Regions from separate parts of the Mus musculus genome. Here all the other regions are linked to region 1. A link is a contact called in public Hi-C, HiCAR-type and promoter capture Hi-C data. All regions are on one chromosome and are shown on one strand. The core of a region is the stretch at or near the end of the contact, and the rest is flanking DNA. Distances in the headings are between cores, read along the strand shown. Region 1 holds the start of Dohh (deoxyhypusine hydroxylase/monooxygenase). Region 2 holds the start of Med16 (mediator complex subunit 16). Region 3 holds the start of Ptbp1 (polypyrimidine tract binding protein 1). Region 4 holds the start of Plppr3 (phospholipid phosphatase related 3). Region 5 holds the start of Txnrd1 (thioredoxin reductase 1). Region 6 holds the start of Arid3a (AT rich interactive domain 3A (BRIGHT-like)). Region 7 holds the start of Hcn2 (hyperpolarization-activated, cyclic nucleotide-gated K+ 2).

What was found. Promoter capture Hi-C pulls out the DNA fragments that hold promoters and counts their contacts. A called contact is a pair of places that touch in the nucleus more often than the background predicts. HiCAR-type assays count read pairs that join an accessible place to other places. Capture Hi-C pulls out chosen DNA fragments and counts their contacts.
Region 2: a promoter capture Hi-C map of pre-B cells shows a contact between it and region 1, with 2.8 times the contacts expected there. The contact joins the promoter of Med16 here to the promoter of Dohh in region 1. A contact is called at or near these places in 3 of 39 promoter capture datasets (cranial neural crest, hippocampal neurons and pre-B cells) and 3 of 9 other capture datasets (adipose tissue, liver and macrophages).
Region 3: a contact with region 1 is called in a promoter capture Hi-C map of liver, with 4 times the contacts expected there. The contact joins the promoter of Ptbp1 here to the promoter of Dohh in region 1. A contact is called at or near these places in 1 of 484 Hi-C or Micro-C datasets (B cells), 6 of 115 datasets of contacts at active chromatin or transcription factors (astrocytes, bone marrow-derived macrophages, cardiomyocytes and 3 more) and 3 of 9 other capture datasets (adipose tissue, liver and pancreatic islet).
Region 4: a promoter capture Hi-C map of liver shows a contact between it and region 1, with 4 times the contacts expected there. The contact joins the promoter of Plppr3 here to the promoter of Dohh in region 1. A contact is called at or near these places in 3 of 39 promoter capture datasets (liver and neutrophils), 2 of 115 datasets of contacts at active chromatin or transcription factors (embryonic forebrain and regulatory T cells) and 1 of 9 other capture datasets (liver).
Region 5: a Hi-C map of B cells shows a contact between it and region 1, with 8 read pairs. The contact joins the promoter of Txnrd1 here to the promoter of Dohh in region 1. A contact is called at or near these places in 1 of 39 promoter capture datasets (pre-B cells), 1 of 484 Hi-C or Micro-C datasets (B cells) and 2 of 115 datasets of contacts at active chromatin or transcription factors (astrocytes and pancreatic cancer cells).
Region 6: a promoter capture Hi-C map of liver shows a contact between it and region 1, with 3 times the contacts expected there. The contact joins the promoter of Arid3a here to the promoter of Dohh in region 1. A contact is called at or near these places in 4 of 39 promoter capture datasets (hippocampal neurons, liver and pre-B cells), 2 of 115 datasets of contacts at active chromatin or transcription factors (astrocytes and pancreatic cancer cells) and 2 of 9 other capture datasets (liver and pancreatic islet).
Region 7: a HiCAR-type map of astrocytes shows a contact between it and region 1, with 4 times the contacts expected there. The contact joins the promoter of Hcn2 here to the promoter of Dohh in region 1. A contact is called at or near these places in 4 of 39 promoter capture datasets (erythroid cells, frontonasal cranial neural crest, hippocampal neurons and 1 more), 1 of 115 datasets of contacts at active chromatin or transcription factors (astrocytes) and 1 of 9 other capture datasets (liver).

The regions. Positions count from the first base shown.
Region 1 is chr10:81,382,748-81,385,943 of GRCm38.p6, forward strand. It overlaps Dohh (deoxyhypusine hydroxylase/monooxygenase), which reads left to right and starts at 1,687. Exons shown (of 5, transcript NM_133964.3): 1 at 1,687-1,831; 2 at 2,972-3,196. The coding sequence starts at 3,027. It overlaps Gm48551 (predicted gene, 48551), which reads left to right and starts at 1,687. Exons shown (of 6, transcript NR_168929.1): 1 at 1,687-1,831; 2 at 2,972-3,196.
Region 2 is chr10:79,907,613-79,910,567 of GRCm38.p6, forward strand. Med16 (mediator complex subunit 16) reads right to left here and starts at 1,326. Exons shown (of 15, transcript NM_198107.2): 1 at 1,206-1,326; 2 at 1-44. The coding sequence starts at 1,283. R3hdm4 (R3H domain containing 4) reads right to left here. Exons shown (of 8, transcript NM_177994.5): 8 at 2,440-2,955. It overlaps Gm24019 (a small nuclear RNA gene), which reads left to right and starts at 1,583; the gene lies at 1,583-1,689.
Region 3 is chr10:79,852,923-79,855,710 of GRCm38.p6, forward strand. Ptbp1 (polypyrimidine tract binding protein 1) reads left to right here and starts at 1,510. Exons shown (of 14, transcript NM_001077363.2): 1 at 1,510-1,799. The coding sequence starts at 1,792. E130317F20Rik (RIKEN cDNA E130317F20 gene) reads right to left here and starts at 2,049. Exons shown (of 1, transcript NR_029447.1): 1 at 1-2,049.
Region 4 is chr10:79,873,192-79,876,270 of GRCm38.p6, forward strand. Plppr3 (phospholipid phosphatase related 3) reads right to left here and starts at 1,443. Exons shown (of 7, transcript NM_181681.2): 1 at 829-1,443. The coding sequence starts at 903.
Region 5 is chr10:82,857,747-82,860,536 of GRCm38.p6, forward strand. It overlaps Txnrd1 (thioredoxin reductase 1), which reads left to right and starts at 1,460. Exons shown (of 15, transcript NM_001042513.1): 1 at 1,460-1,554; 2 at 2,778-2,790. It overlaps Gm38560 (predicted gene, 38560), which reads right to left and starts at 1,262. Exons shown (of 4, transcript NR_156010.1): 1 at 1,211-1,262.
Region 6 is chr10:79,925,818-79,928,721 of GRCm38.p6, forward strand. Arid3a (AT rich interactive domain 3A (BRIGHT-like)) reads left to right here and starts at 1,524. Exons shown (of 9, transcript NM_001288625.1): 1 at 1,524-1,583. Gm40715 (a long non-coding RNA gene) reads right to left here and starts at 1,174. Exons shown (of 2, transcript XR_001779822.2): 1 at 645-1,174.
Region 7 is chr10:79,715,113-79,717,910 of GRCm38.p6, forward strand. It overlaps Hcn2 (hyperpolarization-activated, cyclic nucleotide-gated K+ 2), which reads left to right and starts at 1,522. Exons shown (of 8, transcript NM_008226.2): 1 at 1,522-2,107. The coding sequence starts at 1,557.

The sequences.
Region 1 (3,196 bases), core at 437-2,936:
GAGCAGACGTGATTTTTCTCTTGTATTTTAAGGCAGGTGTTCACTATGTAGCGCTGGATGGAACTTGCTGTGTAGATCTGGCCTCAAACTCACAGAGCTCCACCTGCCTCTGCCTTCTGAGTGCTGGGATTTAAAGATGTAAGCTCAGTTATAAAATGTTTTAAACATTCATTCCCAGTCTAATATTCATTTTACTTTGAATTTTTGGCATGTAAATTGTGTATTTTTAGCGTATGTACTGACATTTGCATTTTCCACATTTATATCCATGCATCATACAAGCCCATATAATAACAGGCTTCCTGGTAGCATTCTGAAAAATAGTGTATTTTTGTCTTAATTTTATTTTTACTTTAAAAATTGTTATTACCATAAATTAAATTTACATAATTATGTAATAACGGACTTCATGGAGGCTGGAGACATGCTTGGTGGTTGAGTGTACTGACTGCTCTTCCGGAGGACCCAGGTTCAGTTCTCAGCACCCACATGGTGACTCACAACTCTGACTCCAGTTCCAGAGGATCTGTCGCCCTAACATAGACACACATCCAGGCAAAACACCAATGTACATAAATCATTAAAAAAGTAATGAGGAAGCCAGGCGTGGTGGCACAGGCCTTTAATCCCAGCACTCGAGAGGCAGAGGCAGGCGGATTTCTGAGTTTGAGGCCAGCCTGGTCTACAAAGTGAGTTGCAGGACAGCCAGGGCTATACAGAGAAACCCTGTCTCAAAAAAAAAAAAAAAAAAAAAAGTAATGAGGAGGCTGGAGAGATCAGTGGTTAAGAGTACCGACTGCTCTTCCAGAGGTTCTGAGTTCAATTCCCAGCAACCACATGGTGACTCACAACCGGTGTACTTATATATTATAAGTACATCTTTAAAAATAAATAAATAAATCTTTAAACCAAAAAAGTAATGAACTTCATGACATTTACACACACACACATATATACATTTGTTTTGTTTTTTCGAGACAGGGTTTCTCTGTATAGTCCTGGCTGTCCTGGAGCTCACTTTGTAGACCAGGCTGGCCTTGAACTCAAAAATCCGCCTGCCTCTGCCTCCCGAGTGCTGGGATTAAAGGTGTGCGCCACCACGCCCGGCTTTTTTTTTTTTTTTCTCCCCGAGACAGGGTTTCTCTGTGTAGCCCTGGCTGTCCTGGAACTCACTCTGTAGACCAGGCTGGCCTCGAACTCAGAAATCCACCTGCCTCTGCCTCCTGAGTGCTGGGATTAAAGGCGTGCGCCACCAACGCCCGGCATATTTAAAAATTTAAACTTCGACTTTATGGTCATGTCACTGCCGTATATCCTGTTGATCCCCAGAATCGAACTCATTCTCAAATTGACTGCAAGTGCCCTCACTGCTGAGATTGCTCGTAACGCCTATTTTATCTCCCATTTCTTTTCCTCTGTTTTGGTCCCAGAGACCATTGGCCGCGCCCTGTAGAACATAGCCACGCCCACTATACACTGCGCATGCGCTATGCACGGCCGGCCCGGTTGTGCTGTGAATGGGATCAAACCATTTTCTTTTCTCTATGGGAGAGACGGTCGGAAACTCTTCTTCCGGAGGAAGACCGGAAGTTGCTTCTCCGGCTCTTAGGACAGTCCTGGGGCGTCGCTGCCGCATCGTTCCGGGTGTGGTCACCCCTAGTCGCGACGATGGTTCCGCCCAGCATGGTCACGTGGCCATCAAGATGGCGGCGTCCAGAGGACGTCGCGCGAGATGCGTCCGCGGACCTGTTCTTGGAGCTGTCGCAGCGACTCTCTCCATCTGTCCCGAGTATACGGAGCTTATTGACGAGTCCCTGTAGACGAAAACACGGTGAGCAGTGCCAGAAGTGCCCCCCCTTCGGGGGACTTCCGCTTTGAGGTACTCGCTGCTCCCGGGAGCGCTGGGATTTCCCTTGAGGGGGTCCTACGGGGAATTGGACCCTTTTCCTTCAGTATTTGACGTCACACAGGATATCATGTAGCCCAGGCTAGCCTCCAACCCACTGTGTGGCTACGAATGGCCTCCTCCTACCCCGTGCTTAGCTGACAGGTTGGCCGCCTATGCGGGGCTCACGTGCAGGCCGGCCCGCGCTTGACCTCTCAGCTTAAGTATTTGGAAACAGGATCTCCTGGGACCGGTTATCTTCCTGCTTCAGCCTCTGCCCAGCCTGGAGCCTTTTTGAATTAAGCGGGAGGCCCCATACCTCGAATGGGCACTCTTGGACCCACGAGATCCTTGGTCTCCCCTGTTGTTGCTCGGGGTAAATCGGGATGTGGGTCTCACTGCCACACAGCTGCTGCCAGCTCCCGTAGACCTGCTTCATGTGTGTTGATGAATTCCATTTTCAAGGTGTGACTGTAGGCTGATGGGCATCACTGGTGAGGCAGCCATACCTGCCTCATTAAACTCGGGGACGCTGGGTGACATCAGAGCCCAGAAGGCCTTCCAGCTTGCCACAGCCTGCTAGTCCAGTTTGTTATGTATGCATCTGCTGTATGTCTAATGGCTGACAGGGGCCGGTCCTCTTATACTGGACGATGTCTGTTTCCGTGTTAATTCATCCGTGAAAGAAAACACCTGTGTGGGAGTGTTGTCCTGCATCTATGGGGCCATGCAGAGGGTACAAGTTGTGCAAAGGCAGGAGCAGGGAGAAGTCCGGAGGGAGGAGGGGACGGATAAAGTGTATCCCACAGGGCTACATGAGAACCTCCAGTAAGGTGGTGTGGGAGGCAGGGGTGAGATCCATTTTGCAACTGACAGTTTCTAGATCCCTCATCTAAGCTATCCTGAAAAAGTCTGGCCAGGTGGTGGTGGCGCATGCCTTTAATCCCAGCACTTGGATGGATGTGGAGAAAGTTCTGTGGCCTGGAGCTCAGGGGTCCTCCTGCCTCAGCATCCCGGGGCTGGAATGGCAGATATGCAGGTGTGTGCCCTAGCTTGAGATTTCCCCTTCTCCTTTTTCTACCGTAGGTTTCTACTGCCTAGAATCCGGCCTTGCAGATCACGTGCTGGGGAGGCCGTTGCCATGGTAACGGAGCAAGAGATAGAGGCCATAGGGAAGACCTTGGTGGACCCCAAGCAGCCCCTGCAGGCCCGCTTCCGGGCCCTGTTTACACTTCGGGGGCTTGGTGGCCCTGATGCTATCTCGTGGATCAGCCGGGGCTTTGAGGACAGCTCTGCTCTTCTGAAGCACGA
Region 2 (2,955 bases), core at 76-2,575, 1.5 Mb before region 1:
GCCAGGTCCATCATACCCACCGCACCCAGCACGGTCCCTGGCTCCTGGGGAAAAGGGAGGCAGTGCTCTATAGCAGCTCCCAGCTAAAGGGTGTCTAGAATGTTCTCCAGCGAGAGCCCTGCTATAAAATCCATGATGCCCCGCCTGGGGTCACTCCTCCCTAGGCAACCCAGATCAGCCTGAGCTCAGCCTACAAACGCTAAGCACCCTCCACACACACAACCGGGCCCACCCCTACCACTTCAGTCTGGGCCTCAGTCTACACTCTAGTTCAGTCTCCAAGCCTTGCCTGGGACCTAGTAGCTTAGACCCCGCAGCAGCCCATGCCACACAATACTCTCAACAAGTTAACATCCAAGGCTCAAATTCTGAGCCTTTTTTTGTTTTTTTTTTTTTGAGACAGGGTTTCTCTGTGTAGCCCTGGCTCTCCTGGAACTCACTCTGTAGACCAGGCTGGCCTCGAACTCTGAAATCCGCCTGCCTCTGCCTCCCAAGTGCTGGGATTAAAGGCGTGCGCCTGGCAAAAAGCCTGAGTCTTTTTTTTTTTCTTTTTGGTTTTTCGAGACAGGGTTTCTCTGTATAGCTCTGGCTGTCCTGGAACTCACGTTGTAGACCAGGCTGGCCTCGAACTCAGAAATCCGCAGCCTCTGCCTCCCAAATGCTGGGATTAAAGGCGTGAACCACCACACCCGGCTAAATCCTGAGTCTTAACACACACACCTCCACCACCTCCCGCCCAAGCTCGTTAAGCTCCACCCACATTGTCTAATCACCCTAGGCTCCGCCTCCAAACCAAACTGGTAAATTCAGCCTCAGTTTCTGCTCAGCTTGTGACTACTAGGTCACCTCTCTGCATCGATCTCAGATCTTTAGCACCCCCAACCCCGGCCCACCTTAGACTCCGCTCCCTAGGCCACATCCCTCTCTATCAGTCTTATTTCTTCAGACTCTGCCCCTCCATCCAACTTCTGAACTCAGGCCACGCCCCTCCCAGGGAGGCTCAGCCCCTCGGACCACGCCCCCTCCTCAACCCCGTCGCCTTAGGCTCCCCCTATTCACATCCCTCCCACAACGGCCTCTACCCAGCAAGCTTTGTTCCCAGGCCCGCCCTCTGACCCCGCAAGCCCCGCCCCTCGGCCTTCCGCTCGCGGTTTTAGCCTGAAACGCACCAGCCACGAGTCCCGTACCCCGCACGCCGTACTAACCTGTCCGCCCCGGGCGCCCAGTCGGCCCGGCGGCCGCGGTCCACACTCGCCCCAACGCCCGGGATCCGACGCCGCCATCTCTAGGCCCGCGCCGGCCCCCTCGCACAGACTTGTGGGAGAAGCTCGGCTACTCCCCTGCCCCGGTTAATTTGCATATAATATTTCCTAGTAACTATAGAGGCTTAATGTGCGATAAAAGACAGATAATCTGTTCTTTTTAATACTAGCTACATTTTACATGATAGGCTTGGATTTCTATAAGAGATACAAATACTAAATTATTATTTTAAAAAACAGCACAAAAGGAAACTCACCCTAACTGTAAAGTAATTGTGTGTTTTGAGACTATAAATATCCCTTGGAGAAAAGCCTTGTTTGTGCTCGCTTCGGCAGCACATATACTAAAATTGGAACGATACAGAGAAGATTAGCATGGCCCCTGCGCAAGGATGACACGCAAATTCGTGAAGCGTTCCATATTTTGTTCCTCAGAGGAACTGACAAGCACCCTAACATCCTATTGGAGGCTCACTCACGTTTTTTCTATTTTGTTTCTTGACAGCAGAGCTCGTTGCTCACTGTATAGCTCAGGTTGGCCTGACACTGATGAGGTTCTCCAGTGACTGCCTCTACCTACCTACTGGGATGACAGAGGTGTACCACCAAGCCACGGGCTCCTGTGTGAGTGTGTGTGTGTGTGTATAAGTGTGCCTTCCACAGTGCACGTAAGAGGACAAGGAGTTGGTTCTTGCTCTCAGATCATCAAGCTTGGCGGCAAGCACCTTAACGTGCTTAACCATTTTGCTGGCCCTCAAGTGACTGTTGTTTGAGGCAGGGTCTCACTGTATGGCCCTGGCTATGTAGACTAGCTGGCCTTGAACTCACAGAGATCCATCAGCCTCTGGCTCCTGAGTGCTAGGATTCAGAGGTGTCCAACAATGAGACCTGTCTACCACATGGCCCAGGCTGGCCTCAAAATCACTTGTCACTGGTCACCATGTGGTTTAAATGGTGCTGGGGATGGAACCCAGGGCTTTGAGCATGCTAACCAATTGCTTTCCCCATCGAACCCCAACCTGGCACCTCATCTTTAAGCATTTTACATGTTGTAAAATGAACTAATGTTATAGAGACTTTGAGGTTCCCCCGTGTCCAGCTTGCTAGCTCGTGCCCTCAGTGATCTCCCAGTCTCACCCACCCCCACCAAACCTAAAGACAAACACGGGGACAGGACTCGAGCACCAAGGCTTTATTAAAATCGTCCCTTTCCCCCAAGCTCAAAGAATCACACAGAAGGGGAAGGGAAGGAGGGCCAGGCCTGCTGAACATATAAGACCTCTGCAGTGACCACAGCTATGCTGAGCAGCAGAGGGGACAGGGGAGGGGACAGGGAACACAAGGTCAGAGGCTTCTGGCTGGAAGTCCTGGACCCCTGGCATAAGGAGAGGGGAGAAGGAGGAGGAGAGGACAGTCTGAAAGGCAGGCAGGGCCTAGGGAGCTGGGGACAAGATACACACATCACCAAAAAAAAAAAAAAAAAAAAGCATAAAATGAGCCCTTGAGACAATGCTTGTCCAGGTTCATGGCACATGGCGTGCATACATGTGCGCCACACACACACACACAGACAGACAGACAGACAGACAGACAGACACACACACACACACACACACACACACAAGAAAGTGTCCTGGGGAGGTCTGCAGAGTCCTAGAGAGAGGACCAGCCACCCTCATCAGAGCTGAAACAT
Region 3 (2,788 bases), core at 260-2,759, 1.5 Mb before region 1:
TAAATGTTCCCCACTGGGTAATGGAGGTCTGATTCGGATCAGGAAGCAGATAAGGAATTGAAGGTGAACAAGACCATTCAGTGGTTCCGGGAAGCAAGGCGTGGTGGGGCTGGCCATTAACTCAGGAGGCAGATCTCTGGGCCTTAGAGGCCAGCAGGAGTTCGGTATAGCCAGGGCTACACACAAACCGTTTTCATAAGAAAGGTTCTGGGAGGTCTCTGAAATGGCTTTCAACAAACTCTGCTAGTGTAGACCTGTGCTTCTTGGACATGAGCAGCCTCCAACTTCACTGGCAGCCACCCGTGCAGGTTAGCTTCTGAGGGTGGGGCTCCTGCTTGGCACCAGCCACCCAGAGAACAAAAACTGGCAGCCAACCTTATCCCTGATGGTCCAGCCAGGACCTGATGGGAGTCCCAGAGGGCTCAAATCCTATGCCTTGTTGTGTGTGTGTATGTGTTTTCTAAATCCGCGAGACGGTCCTGATTAGTGATTCTGGGCCTTCAAGCTAGCTGCTGTGCCGGCTGGCTGGGGCCTGAAAGACCTCACTCCCAGCGCGGCCTCCATGGAAATCGGCAGCCGCCCCTAATCCAGGCTGGAATCCTCTGGCACCAAGCCCGCGTTGGGGCTCCAAGGCTGTTGGGCCCCTGGCCAGATCTGCAAGGAAACCAGTATAGCCGCCAGCCCCTTTGCCCCGCCTCCCACGAGCCCTGTATTACAGAAAAGGGAGGCCAGTGCTCTGGGCTCACCTCCCGTGCAGGGCGGAGGAGAAACTTTTCCCCCTTGCCTGGCTTTTTTTTTTTTTTTAGCAGATAACCAGGCAGACAAGAATCCGGATAGTTTGTGCCTTTGGGAGTCCTACCAAAGGATCTGTTTTATAGCCTGCACTAGGCCTTGGAGAACCCGTCTTGCTTTGTGATACCCCAGGACTGGAAGGCAGAATCCTGGCTGCTGGGGTGAAGGTACAAGAGGGCGGAGTTTCGTCCCTCCAGTGGATTCTGCGGCTGCTGAGTTTGTAGCCTCGTTTCCCCAGCTTTAGGCAGAACCAGCCACACTGCGGCTCCTTTCCTCGGTTTCCCCATCCCTGCGACACAGATGGAGCTTGGCTGCTGTGGGTAGACAAAAGACGGAAAGAGATGATTCACAATCTAGTCGCGACTGCGTCTATGAAGCACGTGGCCTCCACCTCGTTGCGATCTAGTCCAGGAGAAACTCGGTTGAAAGGCCAAATTCTGGCCACGTGACCACAAGCAAGCTAGGGCAATACGGGGTTTTCTGCCCGCTTCTAAGATGGCGAAGCAGCTTGCTTTACTCTCACGTTGGAGGCTAACGGCTTCCAGTGCCTGCTTGCAATATGGAGGCAACCTCCAGAATGCACGCTTCTCTGCGTCTGACCCGCCACGTACCCACTCTCAAGATGGCGTCCCACGGGTCGAACAAAGGCTCGCTCATTGGCTCAGATGGTATCACGTGCGTCTACTCATTCACTCCCTCCCCCTCCCCCACCGGCCGTTTCCGTCTTCCGTCTTGACTGACGGCCGTCCCGCCCAACAGCTGTCTGCTGTCTGGATGCGTTTCGCCCTTGGAGTAACCTTTTGACCAATAGAAGGCCCTGGCGGGGGCAGGCGGGGTTGACCACGCCCACAGACCGCAGCGGGAACCAATGAGGATCGCGCGCGGGGGACGTGTGCGGGCGTCTCCGCCATCTTGTGAGTCTATAACTCGGAGCCGTTGGGTCGGTTTCTGCTATTCCTGCGCCTCCGCTCCGTTCCCCGCGGGTCTCTTCCGTGTGCCATGGACGGGTAAGTCCTGCCGCGCCCCTCGCACGCCGCTCCGCTCACCACTCCGTCCCAGCCATCGCTGCCGCGCGCGTGGACTTTTGGCCCCCGCCGATCCCTCTAACCGCTGCAATGGGCGCGTGCGTGTGGCCTCGTTCCGCGTGGCGCGCTCGGAATCCCGGGCGTCTGAGGCCCTTAAGGAAGCCGGTTGGCTTAGGGCGACCGCACCCAGCTTTCGGCTCCCCTTAAGCCCCTCGCCCAGCGCACTTCCGGTGCCCGCGCGGTTCATCCGGAGGAACCCAGCGCCCCCCTCCCGCCCTCCGCGTGCACGCGCGCTCCCTCCGGTGAGACGCGCTCACTCGGAGCGGCTCGGCCGCTGCGATCCTTCCCGCCTGCCGTGCTCCAATCCGGCCGGCTCGCCCTGTGCCCCGAGCAATGTCGCTTCGCACGCCGCATGCGACCCCGGGTGCGCGCGCGTAGTAGGGCGCGCGCCCTGGTGCGGGCACGCGCGCGGACCTGTGCCGAACGCGCCCGCCCTTCCCGCCTGGGGGGAGGTGTCCGGAGGAGGCCTCCAGGGCCCCCCATTGGAGGGGCGGGTGGGCCAGAGTGAGGTTCAGTTCGGTCTCCGGTGTGGGCGCCGGCCTGGCATCCGTATCTCCCACATGCTTCCCGGATGCCCCCTCCACTGGCAACTTTTTGTAGTTTTCGGTTTGTTTTGGAGACCGGATCTCATTGTAGGCTGGTCTGAAAGATCTGCTTGCGCTTGCCTCTGCTTGCGTAGTGATGGGACTAAAGGCCTGCGTCACCAGGCCCCGACTTTTTTGTTGAAACTTTTTGTTTGGCTTTTGGATAAGGACTGGCCTTGAATTCCTGATTTTCCCCACCTTAACCTCCCTAGTGCTTTGAGTCACCAGGCTTAGTAAGCGGCTTTCCTTTTAACACGATTCTGAAAAGTAGTTTGGCCTAGCTTCAAGCTGAGTACCTATGGCAGTCCTCCTGCCTCAGCCTTCTAA
Region 4 (3,079 bases), core at 193-2,692, 1.5 Mb before region 1:
AAGACATACATGAAAATCATTTTAAATTGAGTGAGGAAAAAAATAGCTGTAAAGCAAATTCTGGAAAGATTTCAAAGGATTCTGGTGAGAGTGGGTCTGAGGGGCTGGGCAGAGCCTTGGAGTGGGCTATAGTCACCCTTAAATGTCATGTTGGGACATAAGCATTCCCCCTAATGCTCTGTGGCTCACACAGGTCACCTGCTGAGGACAGAAGGCTGGGCTCCAGCCTGATCAGGGGCTTCTGAGACTCTGCCTGGCTCACAGCTTCTGCCATTCAAAGGAAACCGCAACCCTCCACACTTAGTATGCACCAAGTGAATGCATTTATTGTTTTCTATTTTTAGATGCTTTCAGCTCTCCACCACAGCTGTCTGGATTCACCGAGGGGTTGACGAGCTCTGGTGGAGATTGGGCGTGGGGCACACAGTCATGCCATTAGAAGAGTGCTTGAATTTAGACGCACCTCGGGTACTGCAGAGCCAAGTACCCAGCACCCACCCACCCTCACTAGTTGGGGCTTGTTCACCTCCAATGCCCCAATTTCCAGCACACACCCCCCCGCCCCCAATTGAGCTTCTCAACCCTGTCCTTAAAGGAACGCCCAGCATCCTAGCATTCCCCCATCTGTTCCCACATTCTAAAGGACCTTTCTGAGGCTTTGCAACTCCTACTCGACCTGTAAAACCCTGTGCCTTTGGAACCAGCCTCATCCCCATCTCAACTCCAGGTGGCCTGGTTCCGCGGTGCGGGTTCCTGTTCCTGCAGCATGAAGTGGACGGTCTCAGAAGCTCCCTGCCACGAAGATCTCTCACCGCGACCCCCACTCACCTCCACGAAATAAAAGCAAGGCAGGAGTGTCATGCTGTCCTTCGGCGTTTTATTCTTCTCCTTCATAGCAAGCATGGTGACGTTGGCGCTGTAGGCCGAGATTGCAGGGGGACAAAGGCAGGCTGGAGACTAGGAGCTGCGCAGATGGAGTCTCCAGGTGGGGAGATAAGGGTTAGCCAAGAGGGCTCGGGGAAACTGAGGCTGGAGCAGAGGGGGAACTTGGGGAAGGGAGAGGCCGGAGCCCCCGCGCGCGCACGCGGCTCGTTCACCTGGAGGGAGCAAGGAGGGCGGAGTCCCTTGCAAAGCGCGGACACAAAGCCAGGGTCCCCGCGTGGGAGGGACGCGAGGCCCGGGCGCGGTGTGCGGCGCGTGAGCTCTTTGTCTGCGCGCTCTGCAGCCCGCTCGGCCCCGCCCCAACCCCGCCCCCGGCTTGGGCGCCTCCGCCTCCCACTCTGCGGGTCTCAGGGTCTCTGGCCCTGCGCGGGGACCGCAATCTGGGTCTCGTCCCTGCCCCTTGCGCGTGCCTTCTGTGCGCCTTGCGCGAGCACGGTTGATCTCCGGGACCTAGGAGCGCGCGGCGCAGTGTGGGGAAGGCGAGATCCCGCGCCCCGCGCCTCCAGTTGCCTCCCTGCGTCTCACGGTCGCCGATTCCTCGGCCCCCACGCCTTCCGTGCCCGCGGCTCGCTGGAGTCCGTTTCCATGGTGAGGTCCCTGGGCGCCTGAGCAAAAGGAGACAAAGACACAGGGGTGGAGGGGCTGTCCTCTACCTTCTCTCCCCCTCGTCCCCGTCCCACCTCTCCTCTGTCCAACCACCAGGGCCACCTCACCCTCCTGACCCTGGGCAGTTGATGCCTTGAGGATAAAGGACTGTAATGTGCACTTATGCAGTGCTTGCTGTTTTCAAGGGTTTCCTCTCCACAGAGGCAGTCCTGTAAATGTACCCACTGGTTGACCCCACCCCATCCTGGATGGGACAAACTGAGGCCCTAAGATGTTAGATCGGAATAGTCACTATCTGCTGAGCACCTACTGTATACCAGGCCCTTAACAAACTCTTGTGACCCACTGGGAAGTGGGACTTAGGCTGACAGACCCTGCAACTCTCTGTTGAAAGCTGAGTGTAGTGGTACACGGCTGACGTCCCAGTATTCAAGAGGCTGAGTCTGGAGGATTGTTGTAAGTCCCAGCCCAGCCTGGCCTACACAGTGAGACTCTGTCTTAAAATCATTAAAAAGGGAGTGGTGTGGAGGCCAGAGCGATGTCTCAATCTGTAAAGCACTTGTGCTGCAGGCGTGAGGACCTGAGTTCGAATCCCTCTGCCCTGGGTACAGGAGGAAGGCAGGATCACCAGGACTCTCCAGCCACCATCTCACCTAAGCAGCAAGCAGCAAGCCAAGGAGAGACCCTGTCCCCAAAGGTCAGGTCAAGCTAGGGTTGGTCTCAGGGACCAAGAAGCCTGCTTGTGTTCCTCTCTCTTTCTGTGAGACTGGCGGGGGGATTCCATGGGGTCAGCCTGCATAGTGACACCCTCTTTCAAAAAAACCAAAAAGGGCCTTTGAAAGGACCCATGAGCACACAGAGGCTGTAGGGCTCACGTATAAACATGAGCACGCAGGACTGCAGGGCTCAAATATAAACACGAGCACGCAGGCACCGCAGGGCTCACGTATAAATATTATGGGTTTATTCTCACTGTCTCAATGCTTTCCCCAAACTGACTGCTGTGTTCCCAGACTCTACCTCAGCCTCATGTTTTCTGAGTTTCCTCATGGGAACAGCAAGCTCCCCAGGCCTGATGGCCATACAGAGACACCCAGCACAAAAGGAGCAGCAAAGAGGAGCTGGTGGTGTGTGTGCAGTTTTCAGTCACGTAAGGCAGGAGAATTGCTGTGAGTTTTGATATAACCTGCTCTATAGACTGAGATTGTGACTCAAAACAAAAAAAGAAATAAAAACAAAAACAGTGGGCCGAAGGTGGTGGCGCACGCCTTTAATCCCAGCACTCAGGAGGCAGAGGCAGGCGGATTTCTGAGTTCGAGGCCAGCCTGGTCTACAGAGTGAGAACCAGGACAGCCAGGGCTACACAGAGAAACCCTGTCTCGAAAAACCAACAAAACAAAACAAAACCCAACAAAACAAAACAAAAACAAAAAGAGTGTGGTGGTCCCAGCCTGTCTTTCCAGCACTCTGGGAGATGAGGCAGGATTACTGTAAGTTCCAGGCAAGCCTGGGCTACATAGTGAGTTCTAGG
Region 5 (2,790 bases), core at 210-2,709, 1.5 Mb after region 1:
TCCCAGAGGTCCTGAGTTCAATTCCCAGTAACCACATGTTGGCTCACAACCATCTGTAATGTCTGAAGACAGTGACAGTGTACTCAAATACATAAAATAAATAAATCTTTAAAAAAAGAAAAAGTAACATCTCAACTGTGATCCCTCTCTGACCAGTCCATGTAAGACACTTTCAGGGTCAAGCTATTAGAATCCTATAATCACAGCATTAGTACATTATTGTAACTTAGTGATAGAAGAGCCTCTCTCTACCCTGTCGTACTCTTGAAACAAGTTGCACTGTCTGTATTTTTAAGAAGGGGGTGTTCATGACCTTCCTTTACAGACTGTCCCAATGTGCAGTGCCTGAAATACGGCAAACAGAGCTTGGCTGGGGAGCCAGGGGTAATCAGATTTGCCATCCCTTGGTCCTTAACTACGTTTGCCCTGAACACTTTGGAGCTAGACACTTTGTAGCCAGTCCTGACACTTGCGTATCAGGGGCTGCTCCGGTTCAAGCACTGCTTGTACACACACAAGAAATGAGCAGCGGGCAGTGTGGGCTAAGTATCTGGTCAGCCTGGCAGCCTGTGTGTCCGTTTATGCAAGTTTCTTACTGTCACCTTGGAAGAGCCTAGAAGGAAAGTGGGGAGGCCAGTTCTCAGAAGGCGTGGCTTCAGGCTGGCAACCTTCTCACCTAGTTTTTTTTTTTTTTTTTTTTCCATAGTGGGTCAGACAATTCATTCATTCATTCACCAAGCATTCTTAGTAGCCTAGAGGCAGGAGGCATGAAAGGACAAGGCCTTCTTTGGTCGATGCTGGTGGTGGTGTGCCAAGTGTTTTCCTTAAGGTGAACCCCCAAGCCCGATTGGGACGAGGAGGAAGTATTGTAAGGGGAACTAGTCATTTCTTCTCAGGGTAACTCAGGATGAAGTAGGCATAGCTTTAAAAAACCAGGGAACTTCCTTAAGAGAATCACCAGACTTGACTAATCCATTACCTTAGGTCACTGCCGCCTTTGCAGTCAATTAGATTAACTTTTGGATTTTTTTTTTTTTTTTTTTTAAGAAAACAACTATTTGGCAGGGTCACAGCCAGTGCCAGGGGCATCAGATCGTCTGTATGGGTGCCGGGCGTCAATATTTTTAAAATTCCTCATGTGACTAACGCAAGCTTGTGTAGATAGCAGCGCCTTAGGGCTGAGCCCGGGTTACTCACTCCACACTCTTACTCGATTCTGGTTCCCAACATTCTTTGAATAGCAGCCGCGGCCTTTGGGTCGGGGGGCGGTTCCGAGCAGCGAGGATGTTGTACGGTCCAATTAGGAGCTCTCACTTTGCGGGGACAACCGGGACAGGTTGCCGGGGCTGCGCGGGGACTGGATTTTTGCTTTGTCATTCTGACACGGGCAGTTCGCCCGCCTACTAAGAGCAGGGCGTGGCTTCCCGGAGCCACTAGGAACCCGCAGCTCTTTATCCTCAGTTTGCTTCCGTCAGGCCTCGCGTCCACGCGGGAGGTGCGGGACGCCGACACCGCGGGGCGAGAAGAGCTGGTGGTTTCACCTTCCTTGTTCATGTAAGCTCTGTGTCAGCGTGGAGCTGACCGCTGGGGACCTGGGATGCCCGGGACGGTCGCTGGCGGGCCTGGGAGCATCGCTCCGGGGTGGTGCTTTGGAAATGTCCGGGAGGGGATCGTTTAATGTGCGACTGAGCAGGCTGGGAACAAGCTAGGGTAAGCAGAAGACAGCCCGGGTCACAAGCTTCAGGATATGAGGACTTGGGTCTGGCCCTTGTCTGCTGATGCCTGGCAACCAGAGAAAGTGGGTATTCTTTGTAGAGCAGTGATCTTGAGGTATATATAACACTGTGACGAGTAAGTATATAAATCCGTGATAACATTAAGGAGTTTCATGCCTTTACAAATGTTTCCACTTCCTAAGCCCCATGAAATTCCTTGGAATTGGCAATCGCATGTTTCCTAGTGGCTTGCCCTTCTTGACCCAGGCAGTTAAACAGGGCAGCTGGGACTACAGCACAGCCTTTCCCTAACTGAAGGAGGCGGTGCAGACTAGTACAGAGCAGAGACAATCCTGCCTGGATTGAGTCTCGCCTCCAATGTTGACCGGCAGCTCGAACTTGCCCAAGTTGGTTGACAATATGTAGCTCGGTTTCCTTTACCTATGAAATGGACATGGTAATTTGGTAATACATCTAAAAGTACATTGTGAAGACTAAATGTTTATATATATATAATGCTATAGCACTTTGTAAATATATCTCACTGTTGGTACTAGTACTGAATAACTATGCTTTTAAGTGCTGGTGTCAGTATATATGACATACTGACACTACACACACACACACACACACACACACACACACACACACACACATATTCATTCATTTAGCTGTGGGCTACATTTTCAATAGTTCCAGACTTTTCCGAGTTCATTACTTTGTGAAATAGGACCATCCTCCTCTGATGTCATCCAGAGCGGATGGATAGCGTCTTTGTGGACCTTCGTTTTGCCCGCGGTTTCAGATTCCAGGAAGCCCTGGGTGTTGCATTCACCCGGCGCAGCGATCAAAAACCAGACCACGCAGTGTTAATGTTAGGTGGCTACGAGGCTGGTGTTTTTAGCCGCCATGCAGAGCTTTTCTGAGTTCTGGGGGTCCTGGAGTCTTGCTGGCCCGGCTGCTTAAGGGTCGGAGTCCACTGGCGAGAGTGACCCAGGGCGCGTGGCGTCCCGGAAGCCCCGCCCGGAGGAAGGCTCACTGCCGCTCTGCTTTGTGCCACAGAGGGCGGCGGGGC
Region 6 (2,904 bases), core at 274-2,773, 1.5 Mb before region 1:
AAAGCCGACTCCACTAAGTTTTCCTAGGACCTCTATGCGTGAGCTGCTGAAGCCCTTCTGGTCTCGGTCTCTTTCTCTCTCTCTCTCTCTCTCTCTCTCTCTCTCTCTCTCTCACACACACACAGACACGAGAGAGAGAGAGAGAGAGAGAGAGAGAGAATGGGAATGTATGTTGCTTTCATTATCTTGGCAGAATGTTTTGGGGGGTTGCCCAAGTTTACAGGGGACACACAAGATGATTAGAGGGAGAAAGATCTGCTAGTAGCCCGTTTGATGCTGGAGAAGAATGCTGGTGTGCAGGCCCAGCTCCACCCCGGGGCCACACCCCAACACATCAAGGTGTCTAAAGTTTGAAGGCGCAGTTCGCTGCCACCTGCAACTTTCTTAGCCTTGCAGGCTAAGGTTCCAAGCAACTGCTGCAGTCTCAGATTCTAGGGAGGATTCCGGGAACTTGGATTGGCCGGAGCCACCCCATCTCTCCAGACACTCACACAAGTGGCTTTCAAGGGGCAGACTGCTCAAGATCCCCACAACAGTCTAACAAGGGACCTGAGCACCACCTATGGGGAACTAGTCGAGGTCGGGGGTTGCCCTGAGCACTGGCGTTACCCACTAGAATCGTCTCAACTTCTAGCTGAGCTCACATCATGCCTCGGTTTCCCAGCCTGCAAAATGGGACCTCAGAATCCAGTACTCTCCCGAGACGAACTGGGTAGACCGAGGCAGGGGCTTCACTGAGTTGGTTAAAGGATGGCCCTCCTTTCCCTCGCTCCTAGGTACGGTCGTCACGGTTCCTCGCATTTCCTCGAACGCGCGCGCAGCCCAACCCGGTGCTTTTGCGCACGCAGCGCCCTCACACCCCAGCGTCCCAGCCCCCGCAGATCTAGCCTAGCCGGGGGTTTTTAAGCCCATTTCAGAGACGTGGAGCCTCAGGCCCGGAAGGTTAGGGTAGCATAGTGGGCGGAGGTTCCAGCTCCAAGCTTGGCTTATCCATCTTGCGTTCCGGGTGAAACCAGGAAACGGCCGGGGGCCCAGGTGACTTTCCGCTCAGAGGTGGGGCGAGGAACCCTTTTTAACTCTTCGGGATTCCCGCGATGGGGCTCTCGCAGCCCCGCCCTCCCGCTCGCGGCCTCTGCGCCGTGGGCTGCGGCGTGCACTTTGCGCACGGTCCCTAAGATGGGGGCGGAGCGTCCCTCAGTCCGGTTCCCCCTTCCTTTTATTATTTATTATCATTTAAAGGGGCCGCGACCTGAAGTTTTCCGTCCACTCTGTGGCGGCTCTCCGGCTCCCCTCCACCTCCTCCCACCGTGGACGTCCTCAGATTGAGTTGGAGAAGGGGGACCCCGGTGTGGTGTCCTGGGAAAGCTTGGAAAGGGGGACCCTGGAGAGACACCCACCACCTCCTCCTGCGTCCCCGGGGCTGCTGAATCACCGGCGAGGTATTTGCATCTGAGAGCAATTTGTCACACGGCGATTCGTCTGCTGGGTGGGGGAGGGGCGGGGCGGGGGGCCCGGTCGCGCGCGGAGACCTCGTCCCTATCCGATCCAGACGGATGGAGATGTAGACGCGGCCTGGAGACTCGGTGAGGCGGGTGACCCCGAAGCCAGGAGCGTGCACTGGGCACCAGGGGGAGGCCAAGGGGGAGAGAGGCCACCGGAGGCCACCAGCAGGCTGGACTCTGGGCTGGGCTCCGGGCACCGGGGCATGCGCCCCCCGGGCCACCCCGGGCGGTAAGGCCTTTTGCAGCGCGGCTCTAGCGATCTCTCCTAAAGGTGGCAGCGTAGGGCACCCTGGAAACCGACAATTGCGGGGTCTCCAAAGTTAGGCAAAGACGCGCGCGTAGAGGGGTGCAGGGCTGAGTATGCGACTTGACGGATCAGAGTTGGGGTGGCTGTTGCGGTTGTAGATCTTGGAGACCTTCATCCGGTACACGAGTGCGCGGGGGTCGCGAGTGCGCGCTGTCCCCTGGCGGAAGGAAACGGACCCGGGGTGTGTGTGTCTGTGTATGTGCGCGCGCGCAGAGGACTGGGGGCTGCGCTCTGGGAACATGGTTTTGCTTTTTCTTATTAATTAAAAAAGATGTTTGGAGATAGGATCTTACTGTGTAGTACGGGCTGACTTAGAACTCGAGTTAAAGCTCAGACTAGCCTGAAACTCGAGGCCATCCCCCTGCCGCAGCTTTCCTTCCCAAGTGCTTGGGAAAATCCCAGGCCGGGCGCGCCACCACGCCCCGGTACCTACAGTTCTTTTTCTCTTCCAAACCTGTGTCCAGCGGGGTCCGCCCATCTCCCCCCCCCCATTTCGTTCCCTAGCTCCAGTGTACTACTGGGACTGGGGTCTCCACTTGCCCCGCGGGGTGCGCCCATCCAGATCCCTCCGGTAGGGTCCCCTGCCCCCCCCCCCCCGACACAAAAGAGGGAGCAGGAAGCGCGGAGTGCGCGCGTGTGTGTCAACTCGCAGCGGGTTTGTCAAATATCTTCCGTTTTTTACGACTTGGGCAGCAGGGTCACCCCCCCTCCCCAGCTCGCTCTTTCCAAGAAGCCTTTGAAATACCGACTCCACTGGGGGGGTTGTTTGTTTGTTTTTTTGTTGTTGTTTTACATTTGTCCTCTGACTGGGGTGTGTTTTTGCACACGTCTCCTGGGGGGGCACAGTGCCTTCTTTCCCAGCCCCCTCCCCAGCTCCTGCCCTTCCCCCTCCACCTCCCTTGGAGGAGAGAGGGGCCCCTTTCGCCACCCTCGGGCCCTGGCCTTGCACAACTCCAAATAACCGTGTTTTGCAAGGCCTGGCCGAGCTAGTGACCTCTCTCTCTCTCTCTCTCTCTCTCTCTCTCTCTCTCTCTCTCTCTCTCTCTCTCTCTCTTCCCTCTCTCCCTCTCCCCCTCCCTCTCTCCCTCCCTCCCT
Region 7 (2,798 bases), core at 272-2,771, 1.7 Mb before region 1:
CCCTGCACTCAACCACAAGTCCTGGAGCTCTGGCGACCTGCCCAGCTGACATCTTCCCAGGGTGAACATAAAAGATCCCCCTTCATCTGGAACAGGCATGTGCCCTGGGGCGGAGCAGCCTGGCACTGTCAACTGTGATGTTCAAAAGTGGAGGCCAGAGGGGTGCCAGGGGCAGCTCCAGAGTCCCCGGGGTCGGGGCAGCCCATCTGTGTCAGATGAGGGCATGCAGCTGGCATGGCACATCCAACATCACTGGACACCTACTGTGAGCAGACAGAAGTCATAGCCCCATTCTTGAGACACTCAACCAATAGCTAAATATGAGGTCAGGCCAGAAACAGTGAAGGCTGTAGGGACCTTGATGACCCATAAAGGGCTGGAAGGGTCCAAGAGAAGTTAAGAGGGACCCAGAAGATCTAAAAGGGTCTAGAAAGGGTCCAGAAGCATCCAGGGGAGTTTGTAAAAGGTCAGAAGGATTTAAGTGAACTTAGGGTCCAGGGAAATAAGGGAGAATCTAAGGATGCCCAGAGGGGACATAAGAAGGTCCCAAGAGTCTCCTGAATGAGAACTTTCTTCCCACCAGTTCACAGCTATTCTTCCCCTGTATTTCCTCCCTTCTCCCCAACATCCTGTCATAAAATCCTCTCCACTCTTTGGTGAAGAAGGGTGGGAATTTAGAGTCAGAACTAGTGTCACCTGGCTCCAGCCTCAGGCCACAGCCTTAGGACCCCCAGGAGCCAATGTCTCCCCGGACCTGGGGTAAAGTGTGGAATGTAACTGATGCCTGAGTCAAGGTGGCAGAGAGTAGGGGTCGGGTATATGTACAGAGGCAGAAGTTGAACCAGGATCCCCTGGAGACCGCTAAGGACTACCTAACCTGGGATCCTCACTTTTTAAGGGAGAAGTCGCCAGAAGCCACAGGAGTCTTGCTACTGTTTTTGTTGCCTGACCATGCCTCAGTTTCCCCACAAGTAGGGCTTGGAGATGGGCTGAGATTAGAACCCAGAATGATCTCAGCCCTTCTCACAAATATTCATAGGTTTCTGCCTTGGAGGCGGTGAAAGCGACAGAGCCAGAGATATGGTAGCCTCCGGGAACACACTTTTATTATGGAATCTGCCACCTTGAACCGAGAAAGGAGTTGGCACCCGAGGGGTGAGCGTCAGCGGTTGCCCCGCCCGCGGTGTCCTCGAGATCGCGGAGGAACCCCAGAGTGGACCAGGGCTTGGTCTGCATCGTGCGTCAAGGCAGGGGCCCGCCGGCTGGGCTCTGTGACCTTGGGTTCGTCCTTGGCCTCAGTTTCCCCCTGGGGAACCGAGCCTGAGCGCATCTCCAAGGTCTCAAGGGGCTGACTGACCTTGAGCCTGCTTGCTGGCCAGAGCCTCAGTTTCCCCATCCATCCCTGTGTGGGGTGAGGGTGGTTCAGGTGGAGGCGGGGCTCCCGCCCCCGCCCCTCCCCCGCAAGCAGAGGCTCCACCCCCGGCTCCGCCCTCCCTCGGGCTCGGCCGGCGGCGGCGGCGGCCGCTCCGCTCCGCACTGCCCGGCGCCGCCTCGCCATGGATGCGCGCGGGGGCGGCGGGCGGCCGGGCGATAGTCCGGGCACGACCCCTGCGCCGGGGCCGCCGCCACCGCCGCCGCCGCCCGCGCCCCCTCAGCCTCAGCCACCACCCGCGCCACCCCCGAACCCCACGACCCCCTCGCACCCGGAGTCGGCGGACGAGCCCGGCCCGCGCGCCCGGCTCTGCAGCCGCGACAGCGCCTGCACCCCTGGCGCGGCCAAGGGCGGCGCGAATGGCGAGTGCGGGCGCGGGGAGCCGCAGTGCAGCCCCGAGGGCCCCGCGCGCGGCCCCAAGGTTTCGTTCTCATGCCGCGGGGCGGCCTCCGGGCCCTCGGCGGCCGAGGAGGCGGGCAGCGAGGAGGCGGGCCCGGCGGGTGAGCCGCGCGGCAGCCAGGCTAGCTTCCTGCAGCGCCAATTCGGGGCGCTTCTGCAGCCCGGCGTCAACAAGTTCTCCCTGCGGATGTTCGGCAGCCAGAAGGCCGTGGAGCGCGAGCAGGAACGCGTGAAGTCGGCGGGGGCCTGGATCATCCACCCCTACAGCGACTTCAGGTGCCGCCTCCGGGAGGGGCCCGTCCTTGGCGCGCCCGGGAGAGGGCGGGGCGCCACGTCCCGGATGGTGACCTCGGGGTGGTGGCAGTTCGAGTCACCGGGCCGAGGATGGGGGGTAGTCCCCTCGCGGTGACCTCGGGCTCGACCCGGACCCACCCCCGAGGGACCCTGGTGTGCAGAGGGTCCGCCCTTTTGGAGGCCTGGAGTGAGGGGGTCCTTGGCGCTCCCCCTCCCGCGCGCCCTAGTTGCAGTGGGCGAGAACCGCGGCCTCAGGGCCAGGGTCTGAGCGCATAGGGGTGGAGAGGACGAATAGAGGGGAACGTGGGTGCCCGTAGGCCGCGGAGCAGAAATGAGGGTGGAAAGATGGGTAGAAAGGAGAAAGGAAGAAAAAGGAGGAGGAAGGAAAAGAAGGGAAGGAAAGAAGGAAGAAATAAGGAAGGACGCATGGGAAAGGACGCGCTCGGGAGGCCTCGGGGAGGGCGTTATTAAGCGGGCGCCTCGCGTTCCCACGGTCTCCACTTGCGCCCGGGGCGGGCGCGTTCCGAGTACCCACACATCCCGGGTGTGTGGCTACGGACGTGGCCTGAGTTGGCTGCTGCGTGCAGCGAAAGAAGCTGGCGTAGGGCCATGACCCGAGTGTTTGCGTCTGTCTCTCCTTTCCGAGCGAGCTTGTGATGTGATGCCCGAGAGG